7 separate regions of the Mus musculus genome follow, and all the other regions are linked to region 4. The links are chromatin contacts, called in public HiCAR-type and promoter capture Hi-C maps. All regions are on one chromosome and are shown on one strand. The core of a region is the stretch at or near the end of the contact, and the rest is flanking DNA. Distances in the headings are between cores, read along the strand shown. Region 1 overlaps Rngtt (RNA guanylyltransferase and 5'-phosphatase). Region 2 holds the start of Ube2j1 (ubiquitin-conjugating enzyme E2J 1). Region 3 overlaps Rngtt (RNA guanylyltransferase and 5'-phosphatase). Region 4 holds the start of Slc35a1 (solute carrier family 35 (CMP-sialic acid transporter), member 1). Region 5 holds the start of Pnrc1 (proline-rich nuclear receptor coactivator 1). Region 6 holds the start of Rragd (Ras-related GTP binding D). Region 7 overlaps Rngtt (RNA guanylyltransferase and 5'-phosphatase).

What was found. Promoter capture Hi-C pulls out the DNA fragments that hold promoters and counts their contacts. HiCAR-type assays count read pairs that join an accessible place to other places. Capture Hi-C pulls out chosen DNA fragments and counts their contacts.
Region 1: a contact with region 4 is called in a promoter capture Hi-C map of hippocampal neurons, with 4 times the contacts expected there. The contact joins the enhancer-like site here to the promoter of Slc35a1 in region 4. A contact is called at or near these places in 6 of 39 promoter capture datasets (3T3-L1-derived adipocytes, the C10 cell line, cranial neural crest and 3 more) and 1 of 9 other capture datasets (adipose tissue).
Region 2: a promoter capture Hi-C map of liver shows a contact between it and region 4, with 3 times the contacts expected there. The contact joins the promoter of Ube2j1 here to the promoter of Slc35a1 in region 4. A contact is called at or near these places in 2 of 39 promoter capture datasets (both in liver) and 1 of 115 datasets of contacts at active chromatin or transcription factors (astrocytes).
Region 3: a contact with region 4 is called in a promoter capture Hi-C map of the HPC-7 cell line, with 4 times the contacts expected there. The contact joins the enhancer-like site here to the promoter of Slc35a1 in region 4. A contact is called at or near these places in 10 of 39 promoter capture datasets (the 3T3-L1 cell line, 3T3-L1-derived adipocytes, the C10 cell line and 7 more) and 1 of 9 other capture datasets (liver).
Region 5: a contact with region 4 is called in a HiCAR-type map of astrocytes, with 5 times the contacts expected there. The contact joins the promoter of Pnrc1 here to the promoter of Slc35a1 in region 4. A contact is called at or near these places in 3 of 39 promoter capture datasets (liver and pre-B cells) and 1 of 115 datasets of contacts at active chromatin or transcription factors (astrocytes).
Region 6: a contact with region 4 is called in a promoter capture Hi-C map of liver. The contact joins the promoter of Rragd here to the promoter of Slc35a1 in region 4. A contact is called at or near these places in 2 of 39 promoter capture datasets (both in liver) and 1 of 9 other capture datasets (liver).
Region 7: a promoter capture Hi-C map of stem cell-derived epiblast-like cells shows a contact between it and region 4, with 4 times the contacts expected there. The contact joins the enhancer-like site here to the promoter of Slc35a1 in region 4. A contact is called at or near these places in 10 of 39 promoter capture datasets (the 3T3-L1 cell line, the HPC-7 cell line, cranial neural crest and 6 more), 2 of 115 datasets of contacts at active chromatin or transcription factors (astrocytes and embryonic stem cells) and 1 of 9 other capture datasets (adipose tissue).

Annotation. Positions count from the first base shown.
Region 1 is chr4:33,440,574-33,443,544 of GRCm38.p6, forward strand. All of the region lies in intron 13 of Rngtt (RNA guanylyltransferase and 5'-phosphatase), which reads left to right. Among named protein-coding and RNA genes, the nearest start is that of Mir8118, 4.0 kb to the left of the region's middle. Within about 2 kb of position 1,483, at least 9 of the 459 cell types and tissues checked have an H3K27ac peak or open chromatin away from gene starts, as enhancers often do. A contact at or near this core is called in hippocampal neurons, where this site is marked.
Region 2 is chr4:33,029,740-33,033,165 of GRCm38.p6, forward strand. It overlaps Ube2j1 (ubiquitin-conjugating enzyme E2J 1), which reads left to right and starts at 1,641. Exons shown (of 8, transcript NM_019586.4): 1 at 1,641-1,877. The coding sequence starts at 1,847. 4933421O10Rik (RIKEN cDNA 4933421O10 gene) reads right to left here and starts at 1,584. Exons shown (of 2, transcript NR_036602.1): 1 at 1,118-1,584; 2 at 1-782.
Region 3 is chr4:33,336,589-33,339,960 of GRCm38.p6, forward strand. Rngtt (RNA guanylyltransferase and 5'-phosphatase) reads left to right here. Exons shown (of 16, transcript NM_011884.3): 7 at 1,275-1,384; 8 at 2,403-2,504. Among named protein-coding and RNA genes, the nearest start is that of Rngtt, 28 kb to the left of the region's middle. Within about 2 kb of position 1,598, at least 102 of the 459 cell types and tissues checked have an H3K27ac peak or open chromatin away from gene starts, as enhancers often do. A contact at or near this core is called in the HPC-7 cell line and embryonic stem cells, where this site is marked.
Region 4 is chr4:34,685,768-34,688,880 of GRCm38.p6, forward strand. It overlaps Slc35a1 (solute carrier family 35 (CMP-sialic acid transporter), member 1), which reads right to left and starts at 1,671. Exons shown (of 8, transcript NM_011895.3): 1 at 1,477-1,671. The coding sequence starts at 1,492. Cfap206 (cilia and flagella associated protein 206) reads right to left here. Exons shown (of 13, transcript NM_001347062.1): 13 at 2,807-3,113. The coding sequence ends at 3,017.
Region 5 is chr4:33,247,333-33,250,375 of GRCm38.p6, forward strand. Pnrc1 (proline-rich nuclear receptor coactivator 1) reads right to left here and starts at 1,455. Exons shown (of 2, transcript NM_001033225.2): 1 at 616-1,455. The coding sequence starts at 1,065.
Region 6 is chr4:32,981,288-32,984,665 of GRCm38.p6, forward strand. It overlaps Rragd (Ras-related GTP binding D), which reads left to right and starts at 1,711. Exons shown (of 7, transcript NM_027491.2): 1 at 1,711-2,320. The coding sequence starts at 2,176.
Region 7 is chr4:33,375,825-33,379,132 of GRCm38.p6, forward strand. The region is part of intron 11 of Rngtt (RNA guanylyltransferase and 5'-phosphatase); the gene reads left to right. Among named protein-coding and RNA genes, the nearest start is that of Mir8118, 61 kb to the right of the region's middle. Within about 2 kb of position 1,962, at least 19 of the 459 cell types and tissues checked have an H3K27ac peak or open chromatin away from gene starts, as enhancers often do. A contact at or near this core is called in embryonic stem cells and stem cell-derived epiblast-like cells, where this site is marked.

The DNA.
Region 1 (2,971 bases), core at 233-2,732, 1.2 Mb before region 4:
CTCCCTCTGATGACAACTAAAGATTACACAAGTGTCAAAAACATTCTAGTTTCAGAAAAGTTATTAACAAATGTGAATTCTAAAACTCTTGAAGTAGAGTTTTTGAAGCTGTGTCTTGAATAATACAGAGTGTTAGGCCAGGTCTCATGCTAATGCACCTTTAAGCCTAGCACTTGGAGGTAAAGGTAGCCTGGTGTATGAAGTGAGATCCCTGCAGCCAGGAGATTGTTAAAATAAATCTTGAATATTCTCATTTCTGTGATTATGCTATATGGTATACTGAAAAGGTTCCATTGGCTTCCTTGAATTTGTACTTGTTTACTATATATATCTTTGAGTGTTTTGTTCTCCAATTCATACAATATTATCCTGCAGCTCATTTGAGGTCTCTTACCTGTCATAAGGAAGCTTTTAACATCATGTAGACTCTTAGAATTGTCTGTACATAAAGATAATACAGGCTTTTCCCCCAAACAGTAATACGAAAACTGAAGTTATGTCCATATCTTTACATGTCTTTTAGGAAAAATATAGAAGAGTGAAAAATATTGTGGCTAGTATTTATGTCCTATAGCTTACTCTACTAATTACTTTTTAATCATACCAAAGTTCTAAAGGCAGTATTTCTTCATCCTCAGTGTGTTGGTGTGGACTGTAGATATAGCTGCATATAGAGGACTTGTCTTTATGTATGAGGCCTGAGGTCAAGTCCTAGCACCATGAACAAAACCCACCTGGAGTTTTGTTGCAATTAAGAATGAGAAACCACTGATTGACATAGAACCATATCTCCAGCACTTGGGAGGCCTAGGTAGGACACCATGAATTAGAAGCCCTCTTGGCTGCAAGTAAGTCTGTCTTAAGAAAGGAAAACAAGGGGCTGAGAGATAGTTCAGAGTAAATAACACTGGCTGCTTTTCTAGAAGGCTTGGGCTTGATTTTCAACACCTATGTGGGAACTTAAAAAGATCTTGTGGTTTTTAAAAAATTTTTTTTTCATATATTACATCTCGACTGCAGTCTTCCCTGCCCCCAGTCTTCCCCTCTCTTCCCTATGTCTATTTCCTCCACTCTGCCTTCCCTCAGAAAAGAGCAGGCCTCTCAGGGACATCACATATGGCATAACAAGCCATAATACGACTGGGCATATACCATCATATCAAGGCTGGATGAGACTACCCAGTAGGAGGAACAGATTCCCACCAGCAGGCAGAGGAGTCAGAGACAGCCCCTGTTCCCACTGTTAGGGCCATGATCCCACTGTCAGGGATCCCACAAGAACGCATAGTTATTCAGCCATACCATGTATCAGACCTGCAGGCCCCATGATCTCTGTGAGCCCCCGTGAGTCTGTCAGTTGATTCTGCAGGCCGTGTTCTTGGAGTGCTCCTAACCTTTCTGGTTCTTCAGATCCTTCCTTCGCCTCCTCGACAGGAATCCAGGAGCTCTGCCTAATGCTTGGCTCTGGTACTGACTCTACATCTGTTCCTAGTAGTTGCTGATGGAGTCTGGCTGCTTTCTCGGATGACAGTTTATACTAGGCTCCAGTCCCAGAACACTCTGCAGACCCGTTGAAGGTTTTGTGGCTGGGTTGGTGTCCCTGTCCCTGTCCCTGCACAGAAGATGCCTGGGTCAGTCTCTCTGACCTCATTACTAGGAGTCTCTGCTAGCACACCCATCTCTGGCATCTCAAGCTCAGGACTCAAGTTCTGAGGGATCTGAGGCCTCTCTTGGCCTCTTTAGGTACCAGGCACGCATGTGGTGCACCACACATATATGCAGATAAAATATCCATACATATGTCATTGCTTATTTTAAGTGAAAACAAAACCAAAACAAAATGGCTGAATGGATGTTGGATGTTGTAGAGATCTGAATAGGAAGAAAAGAAAGGCTGATTTAGGGAGTGCAACCATGTATAGATTGACTGTCACACTTTACTCAAGGTGCAGCTCCTATGTACTCAGACGTTAATGAGTTCTCTATAAGTAGGGCCCCTCACCCCACTGCTGTCCAGTGACAGACATTTTATTATGCCATGGGTCAAAGCCACCCTTTTGTTAGCATTTATGTAATGTATTTGGTAAAATTTTAGGATGGAATTAAGCTCATTATCATTCATAATATATGGTTGTGGGCATGCATTCACTAGTTCTTCAATTAAATCTTCATAAATTTTTGAGTATATTATTCATCACCTCATTTCCAGAGACACTAGTAATTTTATCAGAATTATTGTTGAGTGTTAAGTTTTTTGAGATGTAGAAGCAGGTAGCCCAAGCTAGCCTTGAACTCTCTGTGTATTGGAAGTTGACCGTAAACCTTTGATCTTCCTGCTTTCATCTCATGAATGCAAGGATTACAAACCTGTGAAAACATGCCCAGTTTTATGTTGTACCAGCTTCATGCATGCTAGGCATACCTTACCTGACTGAGGTACATCCCAGCTCCCCATTTCAACATTTTACCCCACCCCCTCTTTCTTGGCAATAGAAGTAAGTATTCCTTTGGTGTTACTATCTCACTGTGTACACACACACACACACACACACACACACACACACACATGCTTGTGTTTCATAGTATCTATTAGAGAAATCTCTCTCTCTCTCTCTCTCTCTCTCTCTCTCTGTGTGTGTGTGTGTCTGTCTGTCTGTCTGTCTCTGTGTCTCTGTGTCTGTGTGTCTAGGGAGATCAACCTCGGGTACTGATTCTTAGATTCTGTCTACCTTGCTTTTTGGGTGGTCTCTTTCTTGGCCCCAAACTTGACAGTTAGAGTAGGCTGGTTGGCAGGTAATCCTGTCTCTGCCTCCTGGTGCTTGGATTACAAGCTGTTGCCACCACATCTGGCTTTTTCACATGGATCGTGGGGAATCCAACTCAGGTCTTCATGTTTGTGCAGCAAACACTTTACTGATGAAGTTATCACTCCAGTTTTCCCACTTTTTATTATTATGCATTCTTGCTTTAA
Region 2 (3,426 bases), core at 391-2,890, 1.7 Mb before region 4:
AGTAGAGCTTGTATCAGGATGTCAACGCTAAGGGGAAGGGGACCACATTCACAGGGCTTTGTCTAGAGAAACGGGGAACAACACATACAACACATGGGGATTGTAGCTCAAAGCTGTCAAGACTCTGAAGTGTTTTGAACTTCATCTTTTGTTATTTGCAGCATCGCCAGAAACTGGTTTAAGTTTGTTTTTTATTTTTTAAAGTTATCGTCAGGATTATTATAAAAAATAAGATGAAATTCTTCCAAATTTTAATTTGGGATGGAATCTTTTTGTTTGCTGAAAATTGTTACTTTCTTCTAGGAGGGAATTTGTTCTGAAGAAACAAAGTATTCTTTTGACAAACCTACATTTCTGGGAAAATTAATCTTTCCGACCCAGTTAACAGTCAAGCAATTAGTAACTTTTAGCATTTACTCCTTTTTTAAAAAAAAATCATATTTACCCTCTCTGTACATGTTTATATTTAGAAAAAAATTAAGAGTTGACTTTTCTCTTGCAGTGATTATAATTAAGCTTTGCCATGGGCCCATAACTCAATGCCGGATTTGTTGCTGTCTTTTACCTAAGGAAGAGCCCCCAAGGACGAGGTGATGTGGCTTCAAGAATAAAATAAAAGAGAAACATCCTTATCTCCATTGTTGGGAGGAAGAGGAGAGCCTCAGGGCAAAGTGCCTTCCGAGTCTGGCTGGCGGGCGGATGGGAACGACTACACCCCCTCGGCAGGCCTGGTCATGGGGCCGGTCGGAGCAGCGCAGGTTGCTGGATGCTAAATTTGAGGACTGAACACAAAGAATGAAAGCTTAATGGAGAAGCACATTGAAGCTCGGTTTTGCTTGCTTCTCTATTCTTCAGATTATCACCGTACTATTCAGAAAACATCGCCTTTAATGGCTTAGAAGATGCCACTTAAATCTTTTTTTTTTCCCTCCTCCTTCAGACGGCTGGGAAAAATTACTGACATTCCCACAAACACATTTGACAATGTTAAACAAGAACACTAATCTGTCTAATTGGTTAATCTTCATTCCACCTATAACCTTCTCTAATCTCCGCTGGCTCCCTCCCTTTTTTGAGGCCCTTTTATCTCGGTAAGCCGTCCGAACCAGAACCTTACTTTCTCTGTCCTCCATGATCCGAAAAGACAAACGCACCGCATCTCTTTCAGACCGACCTGTCCCATTTATGCGTTTTTATTAACATTCCAGGCGACCCCTTGGTTTTATTTCTGGGAGGTTCTGATGCACCCCGAAAAACGCTGCCTTAGCTAACCGCACCGCGGAGCTAGGGGCCACTCCCGTCCATCGCACCGAGGCCAACTGCGGGCTCGGAGAAGCGCACATCACGGCGCCGCAGTCCCAGGCCGCGCTCGCCCGCCCGCCGCTCCGGGCTGCGCCGTTCCTCCGAGCTCCCTGCGAGCTCCGCGGGAACCCCTGAAGGGCCCGCGGCGAGTCGGTCTCCCGGGCTGGGCCGAGGGGACGACGAGGGTGCCGCCCGTCTCCCCAGGGCTGCCGGGCGGGCGGGATTCGCGGGACCGCCGCTGCCGAGTGACCGACCGCCACGAAGCGCCCGCCACGTCAGGCCGACTTCACAGACCCGGCGCCGGCGGTGACGCAGCGGCGCGTCAGCCGGGACGTCAGTCCCGCAGGCCGTCCGCAGCCCGGCGCCCCGTTCGGCGACGCCCCGGCGCCCGGCCGGCCCTCAGGGAGGCGGACCCCGCGGCACGCACCTCGCCCGCGGTCGGGCTGGACTGGGCGGTGTCAGCGGAGGCCCTCGCTAGGCGCGTCCGCCGCGCGAGACCCGGGCAGCTGCGGCGCCGACGAGAGCGGCAGCGGGGACGTCCGCCATGGAGACCCGCTACAACCTGAAGAGCCCGGGTGAGCCGGGCTGGGGCGGCGGGCGGGCGGACGGGCGGGGGACCCGGGACTCAGAGCGCGGCGCCTCGGCCCGCTCGTGTCCGCCGGCCCTCGCGGCTGCTCCGGGCTCGCGCTTTACGCGAGGCCGCGGCCGGTCCGGGGGTGCAGGCCGCAGAGCGGGCGGCCGCTGCGGATCCCCCGATGCGCTGGCGCTCCTCCGCTCCTGGCCTCTTCCTCCCGGTGTCTGCGGAGCGAAGCAGGAGACAGCCGAGCCAAGGGCAGGTGCGAAGGCGACGACGGTCCGCACTACTGACCATCCCTGGCCGCATCTGCGTCCTTCGTGTCCCCTCCGCCTCTGCCGACGAACTTTTGTTAGGTGTTTGACTCACATTTGAAATATCCCATTTTTATTGTGGTTGAAATATCCAATTTCAGTATTTGGGGGAGAATTTATAGACGTAGAAAAAAAAAATATGTCCTGTAGCTAAACTAGTTGAGCTGTGCACTTGGGAATTAACCATGATTTGGGGGGGTTGATTGCTACTTTGAATTTCTTTCCTTCAGTTAATGCCCTCAGACAATCCTGGCCTCCAGTTATTTTCTGGTGCACTAAAAACAATGCCAAAAACAAAAAACAAAAAACCCATTATCAGTTGTCATATCTTTTAAGGCAGACGTAGCACAAATTACTGGAGCCTAAAAAATGTACTTTGATAATTTGTCAGGGGGAAAAAACTCCTCCCTGTTAGCTCTGAATAATAAGCCTCAGGGTATTGATGATCATTGAACTAGAACTCTCGTCACCGTTTGTTTTCTTTCCCACACTGCTTCTTAGTTTGGACTTAAGTCTGATATCTTTATGGGAAAGAGTTGGTATTGTGAATCTTTTTAAAAATATATATATATTTTAAATTTTTAGAATATATAAAGGAAAAGCCAGAGAATATTGGCTGAACAGAATGTTGTTAGCTTGAATGCTGATAAGTAAGTGGCCTTAGGGACCAGATGTAGAATTAGTCATTTCTACGGTGTTTGTTTAAAATTTGACCACGCCTGTGTAAGAATTATATGGCTGAATTTTAATGGGACATGTCTCTGTCTTCAGCCCATCACTTAAAACCTGAAGAGTTAAAAAAGGTCAGAGAAAGTAGAAATGCCTGGATTTTACCATTTTGATGCCAGAATGATTAAATTAGTTGGAATTTTGTTGTTGTTGTTTTGAGACAGTTTCTCTGTGTAGCTCTGGCTGTCCTGAAATTCACTCTGTAGACCAAGCTGGCCGAGATCCTCCTGCCCCTGCCTTCCCAGAACTGACATTAAAGGTGTTTGCCACCTAGCTAAATTTGTTGGACTTTTAAAATCAAACTGTGCAGTAAATTGTACAGTACTTAGTCACACCTAGAGCAGCAGAGGTCCTTAGGCAGATGTCCAGAGAATAATGCAGTGTGAAATGTTGTCAGGAAATTGTTCAATCTTTTTTTTTTTTTTAACAACTTCCTTTTATCTATCTTTTTATTTATGTGCATTTTTTTCCCTTGCATGTATGTCTGTGTGAGGATGTAAGATCCCC
Region 3 (3,372 bases), core at 348-2,847, 1.3 Mb before region 4:
TACTGTAAGCATGATGGTTAAGAGAGAGAGGCTCTCGGGTACAAGGCACAGCTGGGCATATTTAAGATAATTTTACAGGGATATTGACACAACTTGAGTATTCTCAGTATATTACAGGTCTTAGAGCTTTGCTTTTAGAATATATTTTTGGTATTTAGTTTCTAATGCTAGAAAGAGCCTTATTAAACAACTGATTTTTAAAAGTTCTTTTTAGATAGGCTGTCAGTATATAGCCTAGCTAGCCTCAAACTTACTGTGTAGCCCAGGCTGGTCTTAAACTTGTGGACTTCCTGCCTCAGCTACCATAGTGCTGGAATGACAGGTATCATCACAGCTGATACTAGAAGTGTGTTTTCTTTTTAAAGATTTATTTTATGTGTATGAGTGTTTTGCTTGCATGTATGTGTAACACTTGCATGTCTTTTGCTTGCATGTATGTGTGTGTAACACTTGTATGTCTTGTGTCCATGGGAGTATGAAATGGTGTTGGATGCCCTGGGACTGGAGTTCCAGATAGTTGTGAGCTGCCCTGTGGCTGCTTGGAATTAAACCAGGGTCCTTCTGCAAGAATAGTCAGTGTTCTCAACCGTTGGCTTTCTCTTCAGTCCCCGCTCCCACACAGTGATGTCTGTCTGTCTATCTATCTATCTATCTATCTATCTATCTATCTATCTATCTATCTATCTATCTAAATCACTTGTAATATTTTTCTTCCTCTTCCCAAGTGCCTTGCTTGCCAAGTCTTGGCCAGAAGGTTGAACTTTGCAACTTGTAGACCAGATTTTCTTACTCTTTATTAGCCAAAGTTGTTATATAGTTTTATTGATACTACTGGCAGTAGCCCTTTGTACCTGAAACTAATTTAGTATACATTTAGACTAATGTTTTAGTTTTAAAAAGTATAAAAACCCAAGCCTAGAAGATTTTATAGACTTTCCTAGAGTACACCATTTGTTTTTTTTAGCTTTGAGACTGGGTCTTATTATATAGCCTAAGGTAGCCTTAGAATTATAATCTCTTTGCCTGAGCCCCCTCTGTAACTGGTAGGTTATAGATGTCACTAGTACAGCAGGTGGACAGACTGTTTCTGTTTAATATGAATTTTCCTAGGCTTGTGAAAATAAATTGTTTCTGTTTAATATGAATCTTCTTAGGTTTGTGAGAATAAATTGATTTATTTCTTTGTAAATATGTTTGTCCTCTAATTATATGTGTGTGTATAGACTTATACACACTTATATATTTATTGTAATTTTTTCCTCTTTTCTTTAAAGGGAGCTATTTTCTTGGAAGGCATAACTGTTAAAGGTGTAACTCAAGTAACAACTCAACCCAAGTTAGGAGAGGTGCAGCAGAAATGTCATCAGTTCTGTGGCTGGGAAGGGTAAGAAGTATTTTCAAGTTTTAAATAAAATTTATTCTTTGTGTAACACAGCTAATGCAGACATTAATTGGGCATTTTTGCTTCTTAAAGTTAGTGTGAACATTGAGGGCTTAAGAGGATTTCAGGTTTTTTCAAGGAAATCTGTAAAGGTCATGCTGAGTCAGGGTCCTATGACTCAGCTCTTCCTGGAGAATGCAGCACTGCTGTTGTCAGCAGAGTTTTTCTTTGATCCCTTTGTGTCTGCTGCTGCTGACTAATGTCAGACTGATCTTACCAGTGGAGAATAACAGGGGAAGACTCCCAGTGTCCACCTCTGCTTGCACTGTGCTTCCCCTCAAATTTAGTACGCATGACCTGAAGGGCAAAGCAGGTGTGTTTTATACTTCACAGCCTGGGGCAGGTGTGTCTCATACTTCAGAGAAAAGCTTGAATTTTAGCTTAATTACCTTAACAGTACCAGACCCGAGGGCACCCCTGGCCCCTTCCCCTCTCCTACTGCTGGGATTATAGCACTTGCTTCCAGGCTTGGCTTTTACATGGGTGCTGGAAACCCTAACACTTCCTTTTTACATAACAGGCATTTAGCCACTGAGTTCCCTCTCCAGTCCTATATAATAACATTCTTAAATTAGCCCAATATTTATATTACAACAGTGGCAATTTAGTCCATTGTAAACTTGTATTTTAAAATGTCAAGAAATTGTTAAACTTTTTTTCCCCTGAGACTGTGTATCTGTCTTGAAGCTCACTCTGTAGATCAGGCTGGCCTTGAATCCATACATCTACCTGCTTCTGCCTTCCTGAGTGTTAGGATTAATGGTATGCACCACTACTCCTGGCTGAGAATGATAGTCTTCTGTTAGAACTTTTGTGATAGTTGATGTTACTCCATTTGAAACTACTCTCATGATAGGAAGAACATTGTGATCAACATGTGAGACATTTGAGATTGGTTTAACACAAGATTGCATTATATGAGTTGTAGCCATGACAGAGTAATTAATGTTCTTTCTTTAAGGTCTGGGTTCCCTGGAGCACAGCCTGTCTCCATGGACAAGCAAAATATTAGACTTTTAGAGCAGAAGCCTTATAAAGTAAGCTGGAAAGCAGACGGCACTCGGTAAGTTCCACTACTAAAAAATAATTACAGAAATAACTAATGCTTGAAGAATGAATATTGCATTATTAGGGAGAGTGAGTTCCTCAGGACTTGAGTTTCTGACTTGAACAGCAAAATAAATGTGTTTCAGAAATTACATAGCTTTTATTTTATTGGTATTCTAAGCTGTATAAGCAGTTTTAGTTCGTTCTGCTGAATAGTTGGCTTCAGATTTCTGTTAGTTTTGTATACGTCTAAATGAATTTTAACAGCTTTTTGAGAAAGGATTTCTTTGTAGCCTAGGCTAGCCTCACCTACTCTGAATCTGCAGCAGTCCTATTGCAGGGGTTAAGGTATGAGCCATCAGACCTGTTTATACTGCATGCATGGGAAGAACATGTAGGCCACAGTATAAAAAGCCGCAAGAGTGGATCTGGAATTCAGCCATATGGACTATTTTTATTTATTTTATGTATGTGAGTACACTGTTGCTCTCTGCAGACACACCAGAAGAGGGAGGGCATCAGATCCCATTACAGATGGTTGTGATCCACCTTGTGGTTGCTGGGAGTCAAACTCAGGACCTCTGGGAGAGCATAGAAACTATTTCTAATTTTGGTGGTACTAGGAATTGAATCTTGGGTCTCATGCATGTGAGCTCTGCCACAGTATTTTCTGTATTGCCAAATGATGTCTTCATTATTTAAAAAAAAAACTTTGGCTATTTTAATTTTAATTTATTTCTTTCCCATAATGTCTTCTTTATAAAACCTCCAGAAGAGAACATCTTCCCATGAAAATGCCCTACTCTGTTAGGATAATGGTGTTAAGAATTGGGTATTTGTTCCTTCAGACATCACTCCTCAGTTTTTCTGCCTGACTCCGTTTC
Region 4 (3,113 bases), core at 421-2,920:
GGTGTTTTGTTTTGTTTTGTTTAAGACACCCATAATGAAAAGGTCTGCAAATGTAATTCTTGAAAATAATTACTAATCAAAGTAGAAAAGTCTAAGTTTGGATACTATAAAACATAGATGACTTTGGTCTGTAATACCACTTTAGAAGCACATTTCAACTTTTAAAACCAATCCTTGTAACCATGATTTCCACTTACATTTCAGTTTACCATAAGATCAAAACATTTCTTCTACAATTCTTCATTTTCCAGGATGAAACTTCATTGATTAGGAATGTCAACGTTCCCAGGTAATATAAATATTCATGGTACGCAGCTACTTTAAACTATCCTAAGAATTCAAATCATATCACGCCATTAACTAGAAACCTGGCCCACTGATCATCCAGCACCCCCTTTGTGGAGAATCTGTTACCTTCCACGGCATTTGTTTCTGGGTGGAGAATATCCCCCAGAAGAGTCAGTCTGGAGTTATCCTTTTGTTTTCCAGTTACATTTTAGGGGGACTATTACTGTCATACCTGAAAGCTTGGACATAGCAGGAAGTAGCAGGTGAGTAATCGTTAAGATGACTCTATGTAAGGAGGTATAGAAACTGTATTTCATTAGGATAAAAAAGTGCAACACACCCAAATGTAACAACGTATGTGCTGGCAAGAAGTCTAAATCTGTAAACAACCCTTGCGGGTACCGATCTGCCTGCTGCATCTTTTAAGTGTTCATTTGTCAATCGCCCTACTTTTCCTATTACCCTCTTCCCGGATGCTACAGGACTTATCTGATATGGGACAATCCACCACCACAGAAAACTTACATGGCGCCTGATGTTAAATGTCAAATCCCCTCCCCCAAAGATAAATAATTTCACATCCACGCAAAAGGATATTCTTTAAATGCTTGTCCAACATTTATTTAGACTTAAAGCCAGTGCTCATTGGGGAAATGGTGAAAAAACAAAAACAAACAAACAAAATTAAAAAAAAAAAAAAAAGCGACGTTGTCGCCAGGCATGAGGGCACAGACCACTAATCCCAGCGCTTGTAAAACTGAGGCAGGAAAATCTCCCCGAGTTTGAAGCCAACGTGGGCTATAGAATGAGACCATGTAGTGTTGGTTCCTGCTTTAAAAATAAATAAATACAAAATCGTCACCGCCTTTTGGCCTGTCCTAGCCACAGTGCTATAGAATAAAACCTCAGCCTTGGGGCCAGCTTACGTAAAACCTGAAAGGACAGCCACCACAGCCCTGGCCAGACGGCTCGCCATCGGGAGGAGCAGCGCGCGCCCTCAAGCCCAGGGCTCCGAACCACAGCCTCGCTCCAGGCAGGGACCTGGCCGGCGCCCGGGCGGCTCACTGCACCGGTGTGCGGGTGCAGCCCGCTGCCGCTCCCTGCAGGGAGGGCTCGGCCCCCAGAGCCGGCCCGGCCAGCACACCCCGGGCCGCCGTTCCCTAGCGACCGCCCGCAGCCCGGCCTCACCTCTCGCCGGAGCCATGGTGCCGAGAGAGTCTGCGGAACTGACGCCCCTGCGGCCATAGAGACGCACCGGCCTAGAGAGCCCGCCGCACCACACGCGCGAGGAGGAAGCGGGGGCTACGGCGGAAGCCGCGCGGCGTGCGGAGCGACAAGTCTGGGAGACTCGGTCCTGCGGGGGCTCGGAAAACCGCAGCTTCCGGTCGACCGAGGGGGGGCGGAGTCAAGGTGGCCGAGCGTTTCCTTCTAGAGACCAGCCCCTCCGAGAGGATGGGCCCCGCAAGAAGGATTCTGAAATGCTCTCGATTATTCCTTTGTGTGAAGACCGTTAGAGAGGCTCCGAGAACTCGGACTTTTATAACTTTCAACTCCATCACGGCCTTCCATGGTTACCTCTTGGATAAATTTAGTATATATTACATACTGCTCGGAAGTACTGTGTCTGTCTTCATCATCCTTACTGTCACTGTCTAGCTTAACTTGGTAACTTCAGGCAGCAAAAAGACCTCAGAAAAATTAGATTGTATTAACAGGCACTTCAACCGCTCTAATGGTTACTGTGACTAGAGGATGTTATTAGAAAATAACCCCGGGTGGAACAACATTATGAACTAACCAGTACCCCGGAGCTCTTGACTCTAGCTGCATATGTATCAAAAGATGGCCTAATCGGCCATCACTGGAAAGAGAGGCCCATTGGACACGTAAACTTTATATGCCCCAGTACAGGGGAACGCCAGGGCCAAAAAGGGGGAGTGGGTGGGTAGGGGAGTGGGGGTGGGTGGGTATGGGGGACTTTTGGTATAGCATTGGAAATGTAAATGAGCTAAATACCTAATAAAAAATGGAAAAGGAAAAAAAAAAAACTATACCTCTAAAAAGTTGGAATTCTCAGGACCTGAAAACCCAACTGCTTATGAGCCAAATAAGGCCGCAGAGTGGGAAGTGGGAAGCGCTTAAGCCACAGCGGGCTCTGAGGCAGACAACAGAGCATAAAAGGATCAAGCTGGAATGCCAGCCAGTCTTATCAGACATTCTGATTTTTTTCAATGAGCCCAAAATTCAAATATAAATATCAATTCTCTGGCTTTTAAAAGGCAGCATATGAATGTAGGCTTCACTTGTTCCAGATAGCAAGGCTCATGATATAGAAATCTGTTATCACTAAATAGCAATGAAGCAGAGCGTTGTGTTTCAGAGTGTCAGGGCTTAACATTTTGTAGGGTTTTAGAAGCAGCCTCTATTCCAGTGATAAGCATACTACTATCTAGCTGGCATTGCAATGTCAATCTTAATGCTGTAAACTTTGTCTAAAATATAAAACAAATACGCGGACAGAGTTTTACTTGTCAATTTTAATAAAACGAAAAATGTACTACAGAAACTGCTTTTAGATTTGCATAACAGTCAGGCAGGATACGGTGCCCTAGTGCACAGTCACACAACCAGTGACTGTGCCAGCCCCGCAAATGAGCTTTATACACGCACAGCACTTTAAACCCTCCATCCGTGCCACTAAGGAGCAGCTTCCTGTAAACGTCCATCTCTAGGTTTCGTCCACCGCTCTGGTTAAGTTCACCTTCACCCCATAGGTTGTTTTGCTTTGTCCCCCACGAAGGCCAGCTATGAAAATCTGGGGCCTG
Region 5 (3,043 bases), core at 205-2,704, 1.4 Mb before region 4:
GTTTCGGCTTTTGTTTTTCATGCTAAGACAACTCTCAAATCCTTTAGCCTCGACAAAACTGTATCCCAGTTATCCAGATCCGTTAACCGAGGAGTCCATTTTATAACTTCTAAAAACTCATTCAGGGCGCTGCTTAGAAGCCCCCTCCAGCGAGGCAAGCTCGTGCCGGCCTGCACAGGGCCCGGGACACCTTCGCGTCGGGCATCAGACGGAGACTCCTGCCAACTTCCCAACAGCAGTCCGACTCAGCGGATCTGGCTGTGCGTGGGTCCCGCCCGCCCGGTGCCCCACTGGGCACCGCGCCTGCGCCTGCGCCTCCGCCCCCACCCAGCACCGCCTTCATGAGCGCCCCAGAGCGCTGCACGTAGCGGGCTGACGTCAGCCCTCCGCAGGTCCCTGAGCCCCGAACGCCGAAACCCCCTGGAGCGCCGCCAAGCTTCTAAATGCAGGCTGTTGCTGGGCCGTAGCCGCCGCTCCCATTGGCTGGCTCCGGAGCCAATGGGCGGCGCCAGCGCAGCCGCCCAGCCCCCCTCCCGCTTCCGCCCCACCACTCGAGCGAGCGTCACGGAAACTTCCCTCCCGAGTAAACAGCCGCCCCGCCCCCACCGGCCCTACCTCCTTCGCGAGTGGGGGCTGTCTGTGGAGCAGGGCAGTGGCCGCCAGACCTCGCTCCTCCTGCGCGACGATTGGCCCCGGCGCCGGGCTGCGACCACCCTCCAGGCTCGGCCGGTGCTGCTGGAACTGGTGGAAGCGGCTGGGCAGCTGCCCGGCCGGGCTGGCCCGCACCTTTTTCTTCCGCCGCTTCTTGGGCGCCGCCCGCGGGGCAGCCGCCGGGGCCAAGGTGCAGCCGGACGGCGCGGTGGTGCGAGGCGCGGGCGCCAGGCACGGCCCGTCCCCCCCGAGGAAGTGCGGCAGGAAGAGGGTGGGTGGCAGCGCGCGCGGGTCCGGAAGGCGCGGCAAGGGCGGCGGGGCCGGGTTCACCATCGGGAGGGCCCCGAGGAACCCGAGCGGCGCTAAGCGGCCGCTCAGAGCGAGATCTCGCTGTGGGACGGAGACGACGGTCATGGCGCGGGGACTCGGCAGAAAGGCGGGGAGCAGGAGTCACGGGGCGGCGGCGGAGGCTGCTGCTGGAAGGTTCGGAGCAAGGACCATGACTCGGGCGAGGCGGCGCAGCAACAAATAGCGCTGGCCACCGCGGCCAGTGTTGTTACCCGAGGCCCCGCCCCGTGCCCGCCCACCTCCCTGCGGCGGCCCAATCCGCGTGCGCCTGCCAGGCCACTCCCTCGGTCCCGCCTCCGCGCCCCGAGGCAAGACACAAACAAGCAGCCTGCTGCAGCCCTTCACAAAGAGCGCACGTTGCGCAGGCGCGCCCAACGGGCTCTTACCGAGAGTGTCCCGTGAACAATGAAGTTCGACTTCTGCCTCACCTCCCTGGCAGCGATCCTTTGGGGTAGCCTGGGGGTGGGGCAGGGGAGGAGGAGGAGAGAGGCGGTGGAGGAACTAGGAAGCTTCTGACCTCCAGAAAGGACTGCTTTGTAGGTTTTCGATTTCAGCCCTACATAAAAATTTTAAGAGATTTCGGAGAACACTAAGGATTTATTTCACTAAGGATTTACAGCACTGGTGAAGATCTGCCTCCATTTAACCTACAGTGAAATTTGGCTATGTGGTTTCTCATTCGGTTTTCCGACGCTGCCAATTAACCCTGGTGGTGAAAATAAAAAAGGGTTTACTGAAGGATTCTTCAGCTCATCAGAAGTACTCTATAATGCCGAAAATGGGCCTTTAATTTTTTACTGCCTTTATAGCTAAAGATCTCTGGGAGTCTCTTGAGATCTCACATTGCCCCTGAAACTTGATGCTGCTGCCAACCAATTGGCCTTTGTCCCACCCAGAGAAAACAGCTCTGCTACAGTTGCTAGCTAACTGGGTTAACAGAATTCTCTACTCACAGTTTAATACAGAAAAGAACTGTAGACACCAGTTACCAAATAGGACCTCAGAACCAATTTCTGTAATTCATCTTGTTTGAAACATACTTCTTTAATGATTGGGGCTTTATTTATTTAGTTTCCTCTTTTTTCTTTCTTCGAGATGGCGTTACTCTTTGTGTAGCCCAGGCTGTACTCTGTACTCGATCTGTAGACCAGGCTGGCCTCGAACACAGAGATACACCAGTCTCTGCCTCCCTAGTGCTGGGATTAAAGGCCCATGTCACCATTGTCCAATAATTTTTTTTTAATCATTTTACAGTAAGGCATACAAGAGACTAAAGAATTAGACACAAATCATTAAAAAATTAACAGAAGAATCTGAACTCTGGTCTAGGTATGGCAAGGTCAAGACCTGTAACACTAGCTCCTGGAGAGGCAGAAGTAGAGGATGGGAAATTTCTAGTGTAGGGAATTTAATGAGACTCTGCCTCATAATAAAAAGAGCAGGGCATCTAGATGGATCAGTGAGTAATTAAAATGCTTGCTATATAAGCCTAGCAGCCTGAGTCCCATCCCTGTAAGCCACCTAAAAATGAAAGACAGCCAAAACCACAAAGTGGCCCTCTGACTTCCAAACACATTCTGCCGCAAACCTGCTTCCACTACACACACACACACACACACACACACACATAGACACACACACACTGTGAGGAGAACAGAAGATGGGAATGAGCTAGGAGGTTAGAGGCAGGGAATAGTTCCATTGTCTTTGGCCAGCAGTAGGGAATGTCTTTGTTCTCAGGCTAGAGATCCCAGAAGGGAGCCCTGACATCTTACTTCTTTCTACACAGCCACTCCCAGTACATTGATTCTTTGATAGTGAACAGATGATGGTGAAAGTCAGGAATATCCATTCCTGATTTCAGTTCAGACCTTTTTTTTTTTTTTTTTTTTTTGAGACAGGGTTTCTCTGTATAGCCCTGGCTGTCCTGGAACTCACTTTGTAGACCAGGCTGGCCTCAAACTCAAAAATCCGCCTGCCTCTGCCTCCCAAGTGCTGGGATTAAAGGCATGCGCTACCAAGCCGGGCGATTTCAGCCCTTCTT
Region 6 (3,378 bases), core at 461-2,960, 1.7 Mb before region 4:
TTGAAATAGGCCAGTTTAGAGACCTCCCCACAGACTAGCAAGCTGGCTTTGGGACAGCCGCAAAGCCTTACAGCTACTCTGGGGAAATGTCCCTTCCTCCCCAGGCCGCTTCCTGCAGAGATTCAAGGATTTCAAGCTGCCCTCAATCTCATTAAGTTGCTGCTGCCCAGCACATGGGGTTTGACAAGGCGCTGGAGAGACAAAAACTACCAACCGGATGAGCCACAAAGCCCACTCTCTTCGCTATAGAAGTAAAATCGCCAGTGAGAAATGAGTTCTGAGAGCACCTGAGAGTCATGGCTCATTTGAAACGTCTACCAACTCTGTGGTAAAGGTGTTCTCATGAGGGTCAGAAAAGGCTGCTTCCTTCCGGTGGGGAGAGTAACGAGAGTCGGCTTTCTCCATCCACCCTTTGGCCTCCACTTGGTTTCAGTCTTCCTTTGCCCACGGGTTTCTGGGTGTGTTGGACCAATGGCAGTCATTCCCAGGAGACCACACAGAGATAGGAAGAAGGAAAGCAGCCAGGGCCCTCTTCTGTTATCTGCTTGGCCAGAGGGTGGGGAGGGTGGGGGCGGGGATGTGGGGTGGTGTGGGGGTGCTGCTACCTGGCTGCTCTACAGAACTGGCTCCCTTCACTTCCTCCCACTAAATTTGGAGGTGGTGTGAGCTTCCCACCTGATAATCTTTGACTGTACTCCCTAAATTCTGCTGCTTATATATCTGCAAAACTGTTTCTTCGCTCAAAAGCCTTTTTCAGTTCACATCTTTGTATGTGGCATAGGAACGACCTTGACCATGCAGACAAGAGTTCTACTGCCTCTCCTTGGAGAAGCTTTCCTGTTGAAAGCAGCCACCCAGTTAGAAGAAATCCAGGACATGCGTCACGGATTAGTAACCCTATTCCTACCCAGATTTTTCCGAGGACCCCTAGGAAGCCCTGTCCCGGGCCGCAAGTGTCCAGGCTGAGCTGCCTTTCTCCCCACCTGCTGAGCTGCTGGCACCTGCAGGATCCGGATCACCTTGCTGGCCCGCTGTTTAACTGAAGGAAGTTTATGCACGTGACTTTCTCCTCTCTCTCTCTCTCTCTCTCTCTCTCTCTCTCTCTCTCTCTCTCTCTCTCTCCCTCTCTCTCTCTCCCTCTCTCTCTCCCTCTCCCCCTCCCTCCCTCCCTCCTCTTCTCTCCCTCACCCCCCACCCCAGAAAAGGGTGCTCACACTGTGCTGAGCAGCTGGCGAAGGAGGAGAGCACCTCCTCATCCCACATCGCTTCTATTCCAATCTGAGAGCTGCCCCTCACCTCCCACAAAAGCCCTAAAACACGTGGGACTACACCAATGAGACAATAGCAGTTGGGGCATAAGAAGCCCCGAGGGCGTTATACACTTTAGGTTTTCCCGAAGGTTGCAAAGGAATCATTTAGTATAGCATGTTTATATATAAATCACGAGACATGTGACTTCTCCGGAAACATGTCTACGTAGACCACAGTTTGGAGTATTCTTGCTGGGAAATCCTTTGAACTAAAAGGCACTTTAGGAGGCAGCTGCTATGGAAACTACCCCACCACTGTGCACTTCTCCCAGCTCCCGCAGGCTGGAGTGGCGGTGGGGGTGGGGCCTGAGTACCGCACAGTTGAGGGGCAGCCTAGTGGGGGTGGGGTAGACTGGGGTGGGGTGGAGGTGGGTGGGGTGGAGGTGGGTAGGGTGTGGGTAGAAAGCCTGAAGACCGCAGCACAAGCCAGGGGCACTGCAGAAAGCAGGCGGCAGGGTCCGGGTGGTCCCCGGGCCACGCTTGCAGAGAAAGCGAGCAGAAGTCCCCGAGGGCGGTGGCCAGTGCGCTCTGGACACCCGAATTCTCTCTAGGGGGAGAACGTGTGTGGCCGAGCAAGCGGTGGCTGCGGCCGGCGAGCGCGCGCCCGGTGGTGCTGCGTGTGTGTGTGTGTGTGTGTGTGTGTGTGTGTGTGTGTGTGTGTGTGTGACAAGCGTCAGGTGACTCGGGTCACGCAGTCACTCCCTCGCGCTCCCGGGGAGAACTGCCGCGCTCCGGCTGGCTTCTCGGGCAGCAGCGGCAGGGAGGGGGCTGGGCTCCACTGCCACCCCCTTGCTCACCAGGCGCGGCCCCAGGGCGCTGCGGGCCACTCGGCCCACGCGGGACCTTGGAGGCAAGCGTGGGCGTGATGAGCCAAGTGCTGGGCAAGCCGCAGCCGCAGGGTGAGGACGGCGGCGAGGACGAGGAGGAGGATGAGCTGGTGGGGCTGGCGGGCTACGAGGATGGGCCCGAGTCCTCGGACGCCGAGCTGGACAGCGGGCCGGAGGAGGGAGGTGAGCCAACCGGCCGAGCGCTCGCGGTCCCCGCCCTGGGAGCGATGTGTGTGTGTGTGTTGGGGGTGGGGGGGATGCGGGACGCGCGGGTCCGGGGCGCTGCGGTGGGGGAGGGGAGCGGCCGGGCTGCAGACGGCGGCGGGGAGCAGGGTCGGATGTCGAGCTAAAAGAAGCAGCTGGCGGCAGCGTGCCGGCTGGGTCGCCCACAGCTGCGCGTGTCATTCTTCCCCGCCGTGGCCGCGGGAGGGTCTGCGGCGTGGGACCGGGGCGCTGGGGCGGGGCCCGCGCTGCAGGTGGTATCCGCGTCTCCCGGGAGACCGCGGGGTTCTAGGTCCCCAGACACCCTGAATGCATCTCGTGTCGCACCCGGGGGTGGGCGCCTGGCGAGCAATCCTTGGCCGCTGAAGCCAACTGTTTGTTGTTGCCGAAGGAGCTGAAGTTAGCCTTTCGGATTGGGGGCTGCTTGCATTTCATTCCCGGGACACAACAAAGAAGTTGAGTTTAGGATTCCAGAATGTTTTTCTTTAATTTAAAAAAATTTTTTTTCCCCACAAAAGCGGAAGGTCACTTTAAAAGGTCAGTTGAACGGGGCTGTTAACGTTCTCCGAGTTGTAAATATCCCAGAGAAAGGATTAATCTCTTTAGTGTCTCACACTAAAGAAACCGAGGAATGAAAGTACCCGTGACAGGAGTTTTAAGAACTTTTATTGAGAATCTATCGAACGGAACTTAAAATTCTCTCTACAAAGCCTTTCTCGGAAGACAGTTTTGATTTTGCGTCTGGCAGGTACTTCAGTGAATCAGAAAGGGAATACAGTTAACTAAGACTTAAGTCTGGCAGATGAAAAACAGCTTTTCAAGTCGCCTCATTTCCTGGCTTTTCTCCAGAGAGGACTAGTGCTGGCTCCCCGTTATTTAAACTTGTGTGTGCACCTCTGCGCTCCACTCATCCGCACTTCCCTTAATTAGTCCCACGGTCGATCGTTCAGCCACTTTTTTTTTTTCCCAAAAAAATTAAATTGCTCAGGTACTTTACTATTATATAGCATTTGGTAGAT
Region 7 (3,308 bases), core at 712-3,211, 1.3 Mb before region 4:
ATTATCATAGCATCCCTAATATCCATTACTTGGCTTTTAATCATTGGTAGGGAGTCAGGAAATATTTGTCTAAGAATACTGAATGAAAAATATTTTTATTTAGCTTTAAAAAATGTTATTAGTAGTATGTGTGCATGATGCATATATATGTGCATGTTTATTATATGTGTGATACATGTGTGTTTGTATGTATATTATGCTTGTGTATGTATGATTGTGTGTGTGTATGTGTGTGAGTGTATGTGTTTTTGTGTGTATGTGTGTGCATGTAGTGCTGTGCCTATGGAGGTCAGTGGTCAACTTTAAGGGGTAGATTCTTGCTTCCCAACTTTACAGGAGTTCTGGGGTTTGTTGTTTCACCCACTGAGCCATATCACCAGTCCTATTTTAGCTGTTCATCATCTAGGAAATTAAAGCTTAAAGGCTTTACATTAGGCTATCATGATGTCTCACGAGTAGGTTTCACTTACATACAGCTGTGTAAGAGAGAGGGACATGCAGTATAAAACCATAGAGACATTTTGCTTAGGAGTATAATGATAGAAATAAAATTCTAAAAATAGCTTTAAATCGTGCCTTAAATTTAAGTTATTAGAAGAATATTATCTGAACTTGAAAACATTTTTTTGTCTCCTCATTAACTCTGGTACTTGTTATGGGTACTGCCTTACTTTCAAAGACTACCCATGCTTAGTGTGCATCTTCATTCTGTTGTTTGGACCAGTCTTCTCCAGTTTGAAGTTTTGTTAGAGTGACTTTATTTTATTTAAAAAAAATCTATATAATCTTTATAGGTATACATTTATAACCTGTCTGCCTGTCTGCCTACCTACCTATTATCTATCTAGTCTAGACTGGCCCTCAATCCCTCTATAACTGAGGATGATATTGAACTTCTGATCTAGGATTTATAGGTATGGATGACCACGCCTGGTTGAATGTTGGGAGAACCAAGCCTTCTCACTTGCTGGGCAAGCACTCCACTAAGAGCCACATCAGAGACATTCTCTGCAATTTGATACTGTCACTTTGAAAACTTATTTCTGACTATTCCTACTATCAACGTTTAAAATGCAAAACCTATTGTTTCCTGGTCATAACTTGTACTTTAAGATACTGCTGAGATGTTTCAAAGAAAAAAAAATCACTTTTTGTTTATTTGCCTTTTAAATCATCCTGTGAGGTACACAGCTGTTTTCTTGAATGAGGACTAGAAATGAGGGAAAGAGATCATTCTCATTGAGCTTGCTTAGTTTTCCCAAATGACTGTTGTTTTTTAGAATCACAGTTCTTAAATTTGTTGGAATTCTTATTTTCTAGTAGAAATTGAGGTCATTGATTCATGACTCCAGTTTTTTTCTGCCTTCCTTTTCTCCTCCTTTCTGCTAAGGATCTTACCATGTAAGCCAGGCTGGCCTCCAATTTGTGATATTCCTGCTTAGCCTTCCAGCATGTAGGATTATAAATATGCTGCTACCCTGCCTGCCTCCTTCTGTCCGTCTGACTGTCCATCCATCTTCTGTTGATTTATTACTGGGTATCATGGACTAGCCTTGAAGTTGCACTGAAGCCTAGGCTGGTCTCAAACTTGTCATCTTCCTACCCCAGCATCCCAAGCGCTGTGACTACAAGCGTGTGTTGCCCTGGCTGTCTCTCCTTCCTTTCCTTTTCCCTGTTGTGTGACAAAACTTTTCTTGGGGAGACATAACACATGTCTATTCACCCCAGATGGGGAGCCTACATCAGACCAAAGTATGGATACTAGCAAAGTCTAACTTAATGAACCAATGAGTTTTACCGGGGTTACTCATGGAAATATGGGTGAGGGGCTACTTACAGGAGCAGAAATGATGCAAAAGATAGCAGTCTCACTAAACCCACCCACTCAACATAGAAGGCAGCTCTTTACAGCTGGGAAACCTGGAGCATACTGCACAGCCTGCAGGCAGCTCAGCAGGTTGGGGAATGTTCTTTCTAAGTGGTTGAGTTGGTTTAAACCTGTTCTAGACAGCTCCACTCTCTCTGCTTGTTCCAGGCAGCTGGTCTGGTCTCAGTCTTTGCAGTTTTTCTCCCTCTCAGAGCCTTCCTTGCAGCTTAGGTTCCTTTTGTGTGAGGGATTTTGGCTTTCATTAGAGTAGCAGGGAGGGGCAGTGAATCTGCTCAGTTTCTGGGACTTGTGAAACTATTCTGAGTTGTTTACCTCCCTGGTTAAGGAACTTCCTACAGGGTGGAATGTTTCTTTCAGTCTGCAAGAAACTTACACAGCACTTGCCCTGCCTTTTTATTTCTAAATTAGATATTTAATGCACCAAAGTTTTCTCTCAATGTGATCTGTCACATAACATTCTACCATAATTTTGTTCTTAGTTCTAAATGCTTTAAAATGTTTGTTTTGATTTTTAAAAATTTATTCTTAAATTCCTAGAAGTTCATTATTTAGGTTCTGAACATTGGACAGCTTTCTGTGTGGTAGTTTAGGGATTACCAAAGTTATATATTTACTTTTAACCTTTTCCCATCATGTATAAATATTTGGGCTCAGCCAGTCTGTCTGTCTGTGTACCTAGTGTTAATCAGTATGAAAATGAATTTCATTTTCTCTAAGATGAATATGTTATATGTATTCAACAAAATTGTAATACTGTTTTTCAGTGTCCAGAATGAGTGTAAGTAGATACTTGACTCATGGTATTTCAGAGATTATTTTCATTTTTATTTATAAGGAGTCAAAGGTTTAATATATAATCAAGTTTTACTTAGGTGAAATTTCTTCCTCATCTGAGAGTGAACTGAAGAAAAATGTATGAATTTTTAAACTGTCCTAAAATTTGGCTAAAATGCATAGTAATGGCTCCAGGAATTCGAGTTTACCACCTCTGCTCACTTGCTGATGTAGGGGAAACAAAACAAAACAAAGAAAAGTCAGAGGGAAATTTTAAGAACATTACAGTAAACTTTGCCTTGTTAATCTTGTTAACTATTTAGTCTAGTCACAGTAAGTGCATTTGCGTTAGTGTACAACCGTCACCAGCTGTCTGTCTCCAGAACTTTCTGCCTTGAAACTCAGCTGGGTGTGGAACACTCATGTGATCTCGCCACTGTGACAGGGAGGCAGGGCGATAGAAGTTTGAGGTCAATCTGGGCTACTTGAGATCCTGCCTCCAAAAACCAAGACCAAGAGCAAAAAGAACAGAGCCCTGAACCGTAAACCACTTAAACTGCTATCTATTGCCTCTGCCCTCCTCAGTCTGTCTGACAGTGAGCAGAACAAGACCGTATATTAACCTTAAAGGAGATAAGCGTGTTCA